Linked DNA regions of Mus musculus: region 2 is linked to region 1. Evidence: chromatin contacts called from public HiChIP or PLAC-seq data. All regions are on one chromosome and are shown on one strand. Each heading gives the region's core, a stretch centred on a gene start, on an enhancer-like site or on the middle of the called end of the contact. The rest is flanking DNA. Distances are from core to core; before and after follow the strand shown. Region 1 has its middle 470 kb from the start of Gm35251. Region 2 has its middle 130 kb from the start of Gm35251.

Evidence for each region. HiChIP or PLAC-seq counts read pairs in DNA pulled down with a chosen protein or histone mark.
Region 2: a contact with region 1 is called in an H3K4me3 HiChIP or PLAC-seq map of neural progenitor cells, with 25 times the contacts expected there. The contact joins two enhancer-like sites. A contact is called at or near these places in 1 of 39 promoter capture datasets (hippocampal neurons), 1 of 484 Hi-C or Micro-C datasets (cerebellum) and 3 of 115 datasets of contacts at active chromatin or transcription factors (astrocytes, neural progenitor cells and stem cell-derived neural progenitor cells).

The regions. Positions count from the first base shown.
Region 1 is chr5:85,237,286-85,243,513 of GRCm38.p6, reverse strand. No RefSeq gene overlaps it. Among named protein-coding and RNA genes, the nearest start is that of Gm35251, 470 kb to the left of the region's middle. Within about 2 kb of position 2,848, at least 31 of the 459 cell types and tissues checked have an H3K27ac peak or open chromatin away from gene starts, as enhancers often do. A contact at or near this core is called in astrocytes and neural progenitor cells, where this site is marked.
Region 2 is chr5:85,569,413-85,576,058 of GRCm38.p6, reverse strand. No RefSeq gene overlaps it. Among named protein-coding and RNA genes, the nearest start is that of Gm35251, 130 kb to the left of the region's middle. Within about 2 kb of position 4,413, at least 27 of the 459 cell types and tissues checked have an H3K27ac peak or open chromatin away from gene starts, as enhancers often do. A contact at or near this core is called in astrocytes and neural progenitor cells, where this site is marked.

The DNA of each region.
Region 1 (6,228 bases), core at 1,599-4,098:
TTCGAGGTTGTGATTAAAAATTTTGGCCTTCTGCAAGAACATGGACAGCAGAACTCTCCCTTGCTTCCATTGTTAGTATTTCTTTGAGAGTCATTTGTTTTGGTTTGCAATTTGATTGTGTATTTTATCTGTCAGAATGATCTCCTCCAGCACTGAACCAACCCCCATTGGATAGATAAAAGAAGAGAACAATGGAGAGATTGATATCCAGAGCACTTCTAGATCACATCATTTATTCCAGCTCTGACCGCCAGCCTATCAGATGTCTGTGTCTGTGAATACTGTATCTTGGATAACAGTTACAAAATTGAGTGGCTTTGATAGTTATTCTTAATGATCTAGGGAAGAATAGTTATTAAAACAATGGAACTTCAATCGATAGCACTTGTAAAATACTGGGGATTATTGCCTTTTCCCATTTATTTATAATGTTGTAAGTTTAAACAGAGCTTTTCTCTTACCTACAAATAATAGTATACCATAGAAGGGTGAAGAGGGGGAGAATAGTGGTTAGTATATGCTTAAATGTGCGTAAACACACACTGTCTAGATCTACCCAATAAAATCTAAATCATAACAGTGTTATATTTTTATAGAAAATATGTGATTTGTAGCTGTAAGCTATACAAAAGAGGCTCTAGATTACACAAAATGGAACTTGTATATTGCTGAGAAATTTACAGTGAATAACTCAGAAGTGGGGTTATAAACTCAAATATCCTACCATTAAAAAAAAAAATTCTACATCAGTAAATGTGCAAATTATGCACAAATCCATAGAGGCTCCTAAAAGCTAAGTTGGAAAATGTAACTGATGACCAGATTACACTCTTAAAACCTGCTTCTGTTAGTGACCATCATGACTTTTATTTCAAAGTTTCCAATTGTTCTTATCCCAGAGGGCTTCATTCCAAAAAACCAATTCTCTCTTGCTGTTGAAGTCATTCTCTAGCAGAGGTGCCATACTTAGTGGAGCTCTACTGCTGCTCCCTTCCCTGTTGGTCTAGATCAGCAGTTAAGGGTCATGGAGCCAGACTGGCAGATTTGAATGTCGACTCCATAGCTTAATAGCTGAGTGATATTGGGCAAATCACTTAAATCCTCTTTAAATATTAGTTTTCTGTGTGATAAAAATAGGAAAATATTTTCCTCTTAGAAGAGCTATGTGATAGTGATCAAATGGGAGGCTTCTTTTGTTGTTGGGTTTTTTTGTTTGTTTGTTTTGTTTTGTTTTGTTTTGTTTTGTTTTGTTTTGTTTTGTTTTTGAGACATGGTTTCTCTGTAATCCTGGCTGTCCTGGAACTCACTCTGTAGATCAGGCTGGCCTCGAACTCAGAAATCTGCCTGCCTCTGCCTCCCAAGTGCTGGGATTAAAGGCATGTGCCATCACTGCCTGGTGGGAGGCTACTTTTAACATAAAATAACATACAATAAAAAATATATGTATATATTCTCCAATATCATTACATTATCATCACCAAATTATAATCATCTCTAGTTTCTTGCAACCTGTGGGAGGTAGTCAATAAAATGTTTTGTTCCAGGAAAGATCCAGCATCACAAGCAAATGTGGTTTTTGTGTTGAAATTACTCAGAGTACCTGAGCCTTCTCCTTGTTCTTGTCTAGATGGACAGTCACAAAAAGACCCAGCTTCTACCTTCAACTTCCTTTGCTCTGTATCAATCACTTCTTTCATCCCAACAAGGTAATATCCTCTTGACAGAATCGAAGAATGAACTTTCTAAACTCTTCCTCTCTTCCCTCTCTCTGTTCTTTCTCTCTCCTATTTCTCTGCTTTTCTATTTCTATTCAATATCCTAGACAAAAATTTTGTAAGGATATACCTCCAATGTTATTTCTTAGATTTTATGTTTCTTAAAGTAAAAATTAACCATAATCTAATGTAAGAATTTATTTTGGAAAAAAATGGGGATAAAAAAAATTAACCTCAGAAAAGGAGTCATTAAAAATCTGAAAAACAAAACCTCAGTAGTTCTAATATGTTATGACTAAGTTGTTACTCCCAATCATGTATTTCATTAATGTTTTATTAAAATAAAACACTGCAGGTTTGAATAAAATAGCTGGCATATATATCCCCTAGATAATACATTAATTAAGGAAGGCTATAAAATGAAAATACAATGCAACATATTTTAGTGTGGGACATAGACATTTTATTGATGACATGATTCACATTATCTTAAATGGAAAAAAATCTACACTTTCTACCTACAAACTATATCTACAAACTATAAATAATATTCATATATTTAAACATAATTTCAGTTATTGGACTTCAAAATTCCAGTAAAAATTACACTATTACAAAGTTGAAAGCCATAATAAAAATAAATGTCCTGACTTCACCAAGAAGAAACTGTCTTTATTGGTTAAACAGAATGATGTGTGTTTTTAATATTTATAACATATTTATAAAGTGATAGGAAGAATCAGATGCAGATGTTTTCAACTATTACTAAGTGTTGTTTGGAGGGACCATTTGAAATACCTACACTTGTGAAAATTTCAATTCAAAACTTTATAACTTGGGAACAATAAGATAAATTTTCCATAAAGCATATGTGGAGATTAAGATATGATTTGTAGTAAATTTGACACTTACACCGACTTAAGAATAAAATCTCAATAAGCAAATAAACCTGTGTGGATGAATGACGCAAGTCCAAATCTGCAAATTATGTGTGCCTTATATGTTCAAGTCATAAGAGTAAAAAGAACATGTCTACTGTGGCTTTCAAGTCCTCTCCCCTGGACTTGTAGATCTGACCCAGTAGTGAGAGTGTGAGGATGTCCTCTAGGATTTTCCATTCCCAATCCAATTGAAACAGGAGAGTTTTACATTTCCTTCCTTTCACTTTACTACAGTGATTTATTGTCTTCACTGTGCATTGGTTAATTTGCTCTGAATTACAGAACTTGCTTCTTTCACCAAGCTCATTTGCCTTTTAAACTAATTACAGAACATAGACAATACCACTATAGTCCCATTAGTTCATGTGGCAGGTGGACTTTAGCACTGAATCCAAATGATAATAGGGGATGTAATTGAAAAAGATCAGTAGAGGCACAAAGAAAAATGAAGAGACACATTTACACTATTTAGAGGAATCCACTCTTATATAAGAAAAAAAAAGACATGAGAACATTTTCTTCATAATAGTATTTATACATAGAACAATATAAAACTACTAAAAATATAGAGATTATTCTCTGAGACTGAGAAAATCGTGAAATGCATATACATTTATATATTATATAATCCACCCAGCCATACATACATACATTCACATATACACATATAAGTTTGCATGATGAAGCATCAACAAACCATTCTTGTTTTCATGCAGCCACCTCACCAGTGACAAGAGGAAACTATCATGAAGATACTGGCTATAAGGACCACACTCTAATTTTCGAAAGAACAAACAAGGTATTTTTACTTTGTTTTTGCTTAATGAGCACACTGGCACCAGAGAGATGTAAAACAATTTTGGCATGATGCCTGCACCTTATGTCACAGTTCCAAGGTGTCAGTCCTGATGGTGCTCACATTAGGGACTGCATAGCTCATTCATTTCTGCCGTGCTTCTCGCTCACCCTGGGTTACATAGCTACAAGGGACAATGCACCCTTTGGACCCTTTGTGGTTTATGAATTGTAAATCCAAAGGGAGAGGGAGACAGCTTGACTGAACCCAAATTATGTTGCAATAGATGGTAATGAATGTCCTGCTTTAGCAGGATAATAGAACTCCTGTTTATTGGCAGTCATTCAGGCTGTATCTCTCCCATCTATTTTCTCTCTTGGCCTTGACCCTAATCCAGCAATTGCACATCCCCAGCTGCTCTTTAAGCTGCCTCATTAGCAGCGCACCATTGGGCAGCTCCCATGACAGTCATCCAATAGGATGAAAGTGACATGGGGCCAAAGACTGTAACTGATTGGCAAGCATGGCAATGAAATATGAGACAGGGCTGTGTGAAGAAGGCATCTGAGAGTGTTGGAATGGGCTGAGCAGTTAAGGAATTTTAGGCACATGATATCTTCACAGTTCTACATTGTTGTTTCCTAAGTGTTTGAAAATAATCCTAAGATACTTTATTTTTATTTTCTACTTTTTTTGCATATACATGAGATTTTTTTCTTTCTTTATTTACATTTAAAATGTTATCCCCTTTCCTCATTTTCCCTCTGAAAATCCCTTATCCCTTCCCCACTCACTGTTCATCAACCCACCCACTCCTGCTTCCTGTCCCTGGCATTCCCCTATACTGAGGCACAGAACCTTCACAAGACCAAGGGCTTCTTATCCCATTGATGACCAACTAGATCATCCTCCACTACGTATGCAGCTAGAGCCATGAGTGCCACCATGTGTTTTCTTTGGTTGGTGGTTTAGTTCCTGGGAGCTTTGGAAGTACTGGTTAGTCCATATTGTTGTTCTTCCTATGGGGCTGCAAACCCCTTCAGCTCCTTGGGTACTTTCTCTAGCTCCTTCACTGGGGAGCCTGTACTCTGTCCAATAAATGGCTGTGAGCATCCACTTCTGTATTTGTCAGACACTGGCAGAGCCTCTCAGGAGACAGCTATATCAGGCTCCTGTCAGCAGGATCTTGTTAGCATCCACAATCGTGTCTGGTTTTGGTGACTGTATATGGAATGGGTCCTCAAGTGGGGTAGTCTCTAGATGGTTAATCCTTCAGTCTCTGCACCTAACGTGTAACTCCTTCCATGGGTATTTTGTTCCCCCTTCTAAGAAGGATCAAAATATCCACTCTAATATTTTCTTTATATGCTCCTAAAGAATATATTTGAACATTTTATATCCTAAAAACATTAAAATCTCTAATTTTATTCACTATAAAATGAACATATTTTGCAACAGAAACTCTTTAGATTCAATTGTTATATTTTTTCAACTTAGAATAGTCTATAGCTGTTATTTTTCAGTGTTTAATTCTTTGAATATGTTGAGAGAGGTAGTTGGCATCTTTATCATCCAAGGAAGCTACTAAACCTATTACCTCTTCTCAAACTGTCATAAATCTAGTCGCTTAGCTTGATATGTTCTAGCAGCATGCAAATTGGCAGGAATGACTTAGTTCAAAATCTTTTCTTCAGAATACAACTCAAAAGTCCTTCTTCACCATAAAACAGTCTATCTTAACACTTGTTTGATAAACTGCAGAAAATGAATTATTTTAGTAATGCTTCTGTATTATGCCTATTCGTTAATAATCTGCTAAGTTAGATAGATATTAATTAGTTGTGCTATTGTTGAAATGTTTTAAGGTAAGAGAGTTCTTCAGTGAAATCATAAAACTACAATAACAAACTGTCATGTCCCAGAGAACTCCGTGGGAGAAGAGGCAGAAAATGTCCAAAAGCCAGAGAGAATGGAGGGTACCCAAAGTAAGGCCCTCTAAATCATTTGATCAAAGCTCATATGACCTTATACAGACTAAAGCAGCAAGCACAGGGCATGCGTATGTCCACATCAGGTCCTCTGTATATTTATTATTCCTTTCCATTTAGTATCTTTAGTGGACTCCCGAGTTTAAGGATAGGTGGGTCTCTGATTCTAGTGCCTTTCCTTGGAGTCTGCTTTCTGTTGGGTTTTCAAGTCTAACTTTGATGTGAAGGTTTTTGTTTTATCTTGTTATAGTTAATTGGTTTTGTTTTGTTGTTATTTCTTGCTTATAAATGAAAAACAGAAAGGGCATGGATCAAGAGCTGTTTGGAAGGTAGGGAGCAACTGGGACGAGTTGAGGAAGGCAAAATGTCTATTTCAATAAAAGGGGGAAAGATAAATCTTTCAACCAAGTGGGAAAAAGCAAAAAGAACAAAGAAAGAACCTTTGTCATGTGTCATAAGGTACTTTGCCTGTTTTCAGATGTTTGGATGACTTAAAGGCATTGTCTTTTTTATTTATGCTATTAGTGTTGAGAGTCTACAGTAACCCAGGCTCTCTAGTGTAAGTACCAAATCTACAAAATGAGTTCTATACTACACTTGCTCTTCAGAGCTTACAGTCTGGTGGGAAAAAAAGACATTCAAAGGTACATATAAATAACATGAAGCCTAGAATAAAAATGACTTTTAACCAGTAGAATTGTCAAAGAATTTCAGCTATTTTCAAGAGGTTAGAAAACATTATCAGTAGTATGCACCGAAATTGAATTCTATAGGATGAATAAGTACAT
Region 2 (6,646 bases), core at 3,164-5,663, 330 kb before region 1:
CTGTAGCTGTTAGCTTGGTGTATGTGTGGGGCTGCTAACTGTGGAAGTCAGTATATCTTATACTCTTTTGCCAGGAATCATTACAGGGTGAGTTCAGTTATTGTAATGGGATACCATAAGTCTATCTTTAGGATTCTGCCTAATGACAAGCAATGAAAATTAATCACCTTATATTAAATATTATCTGAATTCTATAAACTATGACTTTAATCCACAAGAAACAAAAGTCTTCATTATTATGATTTATGCCATAACAGTGTACAACAAAGTACCCATATATTGTTAATATAAATATATTATAAATATTGAATGAATATGTGTTTCTAAAGGTTTGAATGGGTTTAATTTCTAGGGCATTATAATCCAACCAATGCTTAATTTAAAGACATTTGATAGCAAACTTTTCAAGAAATGAAGATATCTATGCCTACTCTGTAAAATGGGACTATAAATGTTTACTCCATTCAATTATTTTGAAGGCTCTAATATATAGAATTTGTTCTTAGTATATTTTTGAAATAGAAATGTTAGGTATCCTCTTCTTTTGAGAATAGTTACAACAGCCCACTTACCATAAAAATCTCACCAAACAAAAACAATGAAACAATGAGTACAGCATGCCAATCTGGGTGTGTGGCATAGGTCCATAATCCCAGCTACTAAAGAGGCTGGAGAAAACTCAATATCAAGGCCACTCTAAACAACAGTGAGTTCAAGGTCAGCTTACACAACTTAATTAGATCCTTCATCAAAGCAAGAGTGAAAAAAGGTCTAGAGATATAATATATGGTGGAGTGCATGTATAGAGTGTGTAAGATCATAGGTTTAATTCCAAGTATTGGGGGGGAAAAGGCCAGATCATCAAAGCACATGAATTTAAAAGTAACTAGTAATATAAATTATTAATTGGTGAATTAATTTATTCACAGTACAGGAGATTGAACATAAGGCTTCATAAGCAATTTTATTATTCATAAGGCAATTTGCTTATAAAGCGACTGATACTTCTGATATAAGAATTAAGAAGGAATATTACTGACAGTAATAATAGTGAAGGAACAGTCCTGTGTGTTTGGCAGATTATGAGACCTGTCTTGGCCTAATTTCTTACATTAATCATAGTCTCTATCCCATAGAAGATGTGAGAATTTCTTTATTTAGAACATGTATTTTGCTTATGGATAACAATGATGGTTGCTAGTTATTGCTAATATTGTAGTTTACTAGTGTTGCTTCTACTAAGCTAAATCTTATGAAGTAGCCAGTGGGTTTTTTTTTTTTTTTGTCTCTTTGCTTTTCTTTGTAATGGTACTGTATATGAGAGCACAGCAGTAGTAGAAGATGCTTGTTCACTGCATGGGATTTGAGAAACAAAGAGAGGAAGGGGAAATGACCATATCCCTCACATGCAGTACCTCAATGACCAGCTTCCCATTAGACCCTAACCTCCACAAAGTTCCCTCGCTTTAACTGTTTGCACTGTATGCCAGGGCCCTATGACAGGGACTTTGGGGTCACTGAAGCTACAATAAGTTATTCCCTCACTTTTGTAAAGATTTATTGATCATCAGTGTGGGAGCCCAACTAGAGTGAGTAAAAGTTAACTTGAAGTCACAAAAGTCGTCTCTCAAAATATTTTTTAGGTTTGGTCTTGATTTGTAAATTTCTAGGAGAGGCCCCTATTGTAACTCGTTCTTTTTTTTTCCATTTTTATTAGGTATTTAGCTCATTTATATTTCCAATGCTATACCAAAAGTCCCCCATACCCACCCACCCCCAATCCCCTATACACCCACTCCCCCTTTTTGGCCCTGGCGTTCCCCTGTACTGGGGCATATAAAGTTTGCTTGTCCAATGGGCCTCTCTTTCCAGTGGGCCGACTAGGCCATCTTTTGATACATATGCAGCTAGAGTCAAGAGCTCCGGGGTACTGGTTAGTTCATAATGTTGTTCCACCTATAGGGTTGCAGATCCCTTTAGCTCATTGGGTACTTTATCTCCTCCATTGGGAGCCCTGTGATCCATCCATTAGCTGACTGTGAGCATCCACTTCTGTGTTTGCTAGGCCCTGGCATAGTCTCACAAGAGACAGCTACATCTGGGTCCTTTCGATAAAATCTTGCTAGTGTATGCAATGGTGTCAGCGAATGGAGTACTACTCAGCTATTAAAAAGAATGAATTTATGAAATTCCTAGCCAAATGGATGGACCTAAAGGGCATCATCCTAAGTGAGGTAACACATTCACAAAGGAACTCACACAATATGTACTCACTGATAAGTGGATATTAGCCCAAAACCTAGGATACCCAAGATATAAGATACAATTTGCTAAACACATGAAACTCAAGAAGAATGAAGACTGAAGTGTGGATACTATGCCCCTCCTTAGAAGTGGGAACAAAACACCCATGGAAGGAGTTACAGAGACAAAGTTTGGAGCTGAGATGAAAGGATGGACCATGTAGAGACTGCCATATCCAGGGATCCACCCCATAATCAGCATCCAAATGCTCATACCATTGTAACTTGTTCTTTTGAAGAATGCTTTCAGTTAATTTGATAGTGATTGCTATATGACTCAAAACATACATTTTAGCATATAATATAGAAAATATTTGTAAAGTAGCCATTGTTCTAATTTGATTTATTTAAGTGTTGAGACACAATGATGGTGGAATAATTCCTTTTATTTATTTATTTTTCTGAGTGATTGCAAAGAACACCATGGGAGAGTATCAGAATAAGCAGTTTCAGTACTAACCAAGCCAGGCTAGAGGACATTGTAACCAAAGTCAGGATTATTCCTTTCCTCCACTGATCAGATTTATCAACCTCAACTGCCAGTAACTCCAGTTTTCTATTCATTCTGTGGAGAGTTGTTCATAATCTGTTTCTCACTGTATCAAAGTAAAATGCTTATGGCCAGAGACAGATTATACTGGATGTATACCTGAATGAAGTTGAGCTCTTTCTTCCTAGAGCCATGTTTGTCCACAGCCCTTTATCCTCTAATAACCAGGTACGTTTCCTCAACAACAGTTTTCTCTTGGGCAAGTTACTGTGTCTTCCCCATACCCAACAGAATATGAGCATAAATGAATAGAGCCATATACAGCCATCTAGGCTTACACATTTCAAAATACCACCCACCTTTTTTTTTTTTTTTTTTTTTTTTTTTTTGCTTCTGGACCATTAAGTAAGACTTAAATCTCTTGCATTGAGAATTTACTATCTGGAAAATGGAGCTTTGATAGACTGTACTTCTCTCTAGTGTGGTGATAGTTTAGAGACTAAGGAGATGACTGCCTTGGACATGTTCCAAGATTGTCACATAAAAAGGGCCATTATGTTCAAGTTGTCCTGATCTTGATTTGGGCATAGTAGCAAGCAAAGCATTTCCATTGCCAGGGCATTCTTCTTTAGTAATGATTACTTCTGATATTTTCCATTTTTAACATGTTACCTCCAAATTCCCTTTGTTTGTTAGATCCCTCTTTTCTAAAAAAGCAAAGCAAAGCAAAACAAACAAACAAACCAACAAACAAAAATCCCACAAAAATCTTGAAGTATCTTCCAAGATTAGAAAAAAACAAATCCTTTAAGATTTTTTTTTTGACATTTATAGCAAAATAGCTACACAGCGGAAATCAAATTGGAATATTTAGAAAGCGAGAAGCTGGAGTGATAATTGCATGTAAGGGGAGGGAGAAAAATGGTTTTCAGGATGTTTGCTGGAAAGTTTGTCCTTGTCATCCTATACTACATCTTGTTTTTGAAATGCATTGAAAGTTGTCGCCAGTTTGATCTCTCAGATGGTATGGCTGCCAGTTCTTCCCCAACACTCTGCCACTTGGCTTTCCTCCAATGATGCCATGTGCAATGTCCCCTTCCCTCCTCCCTTCTCTAAATAGAGAGGAAAACAGGTCCATCCGGCATTTGCTTGCAAGCTGTATAATTGGAATTAAAATTCAAGACACAAATGTCTTCAACTCAGAGGGCTAATTGTAGCTACCGTTCCTCAAGTTTTCACTTCAAAGAATGTAACTCCGTGTTTAAATATCTGTAGAATGCAGAAGGAGGAGAAAAATACTCAAAGTTTGGATCTGAGTGAAGCAGAATTCCTATCACTTTAGAGCACAAAGCACACATCTTACATGCCCTTCAGCATAAAAATATTAGAAATCTAGTCCAGAGGAGTGATCAGTTAATCCGAAGAGTGTCAATCATGCCTGTTTCACAGATAGTTACATGATGTTTCTACTGTCACTTGTTGAATAGATTTATGGAATTTTAGCTGCATACTTTTAGAAAAATGAAACTCCTTGGATTCCAGGAAAACTGATCTGCCCCTAACTGGCTGGCTGTAGGTGTAAGTGAATTTGAGAGGCAGCGAAGTGGAAGGGACTCAAGGACTAGACCAGCTTGCAAGTCTGGAAATACTCCAACACAATGTCAGAACAGTAGGGACTCTCTCTGCACCTGCACAGGCTGCACTTAAAATTAATGATTATCTGTGAGAACAGACAACAAGGAAAATCTACTCTGCTCAGAAGTTCGCAGTGTGGATTAGCTTCATTGGTATCTAATGGCTGAGTGCCATTGAGCTGATCTTTTTTTTTTTGTACTTTCTGGCTCCTGCCTCAGGATGCCAGAAGCGCTTTGTTTAGCTAGTGTTTTATCTAATTTTGGCACAATCAATCCCACCCAATTCTCACTCAGCACAATTGGCAAGGCTATATTGTTTATAGCAAAGGTATTTCACCTTTAATTTCATGCCTAAAATTTTTATGTTTTCCTTGCATGAAAATATCTCTTTGTCTTTGGTTTATTTCTTCCTTCCTTTCTTCTTCCATCAAGCTATACACAAAACTATCACCCTCTTGCATTTCTGCCTTCTATTGTCTTTCACCTTTTGAATCTATATTTTTAATTCATTTTAAGATAAGCTTTAAAAAAAACCCTCATCCCTCTGCATTTTTCTCTTTTACAATGAACCAGAGAAACATAGATTTATCAGTAAGCAAATTTACACATGCAGTTTGTTCATTGTTTAGCAATAAATGTCTGTATTATATAATGAAGCTGGAGTATAAAATGTTTTAGTAGTATAAATTAAAGGCCCCATAATAAGTACAATGTTACCTATTATAGTGTCCCATAAATACATTTTTATTACAGATCCAGCAGGAATCCTTTCCCCACTTATCCTTATGTTTGCCTTTAGAAAGTATCTGTGTGATAGGGTAGCTGAGATGATTATCTGTCTTAATACCCTGGACAGCAACAATCTCTCAAAGTCTGGCTTTGTGGTGTATAACCTGTTAAAAGCTTTGAATGTGCAGTCTAAAGATGTAATTTTATGCATTGTACACTTTTATGCAAAATAGAATTAGTACCATACTATAAGGTATGATGTAAAAATACCTTGTAAATTGGACTTTAAAAGTCTATAGTTGCATGGATAGGATTATAAACTCCATATCTTCTTGTACACTAGAAGACTGCATTCCACATACATTGAAGGGTATACTTTGGAGAAGAACCATCACTGCAACCAAGTGATCATTGGAAGGGCTTAGGAACATTTAAATTAACTCATTTCACCTATTTCCCTTGTCATGTGTACTCAACTAGGTCAACTAATTGAGACTGGATGAGGTGGATATGTGCATCTTGTGAACAGTTTCTACAGTGTCTAAGGATCTACTTCATGTGCATCTCATAGAGAGGGCTGCAGCTGGGAGCATCACTACTTAATTCCAACTATGGAAAATAAGCAGGATTTTAGGATTCCCTAGAATATTTTGACATCCAACCAAGTGTTACACTTCCAACAACTGAATTCCACACTTTTACTACATTTAAATTGAATTGTTGGAAGGTAGGGTTATGGCATATGATCAAGAACAGATGAAATTCGGAGGCACTGGCTGCTGTGGAACCCAGGAAAGCCATACCTGGAAGACCTATGTAGGGTTTCTATAAACTTCTCCAATGTCCAGACTGAAGTTGCTGGTTTGTAGAGTCTACCAGAGACTGTTCACTATTTGGGGGCACCTTTTCACAGTCCTGTCTTCCAGTGCGATTGAAATGAGCAACCTACCACTCTGAGGCATGCAAGAAAATTTGTACCACTTGATGATCAACGAGAATCTGATGATGGAACTTGTGAATTGACAATCTCATGTGCAGAGCATACTGACTGCTATGGCTGGGTACAAGTGACTAAGATTACACACATTGAGACTGTATATTCTCCCAGCTTGGAGAACTTTGTCTAGCAGGGCTGTTGTCAGATGCTAGAGAAACAAACAGACAAATAACCACCCCTGCAACAGGTATCAAATGATATCAGTTTGTATCAGGCCTTGCTGAAACTGCCCTAGTTTCAGACACACCTCTTCCCTTTAGTCAGCTGTGCTATGACAACAGGTCTCCCGGCCTTGAAAATCTGTTAGGACCACTTTTGAGTCTGGAAACTTTGAAAAGCTGGTGATGAGATTGACACTTCAGGATCCCAGTATCTTTGCTTTCCAGTAAAGATGCTAAAGCATAGTAAGCTATTGCAGAGAACCTGGGGACCCAGTTGTAAGAAGGGGAGAGTGACTTTGAGTAGCTGAGTTTCTTTCAACTTCTTACATAAC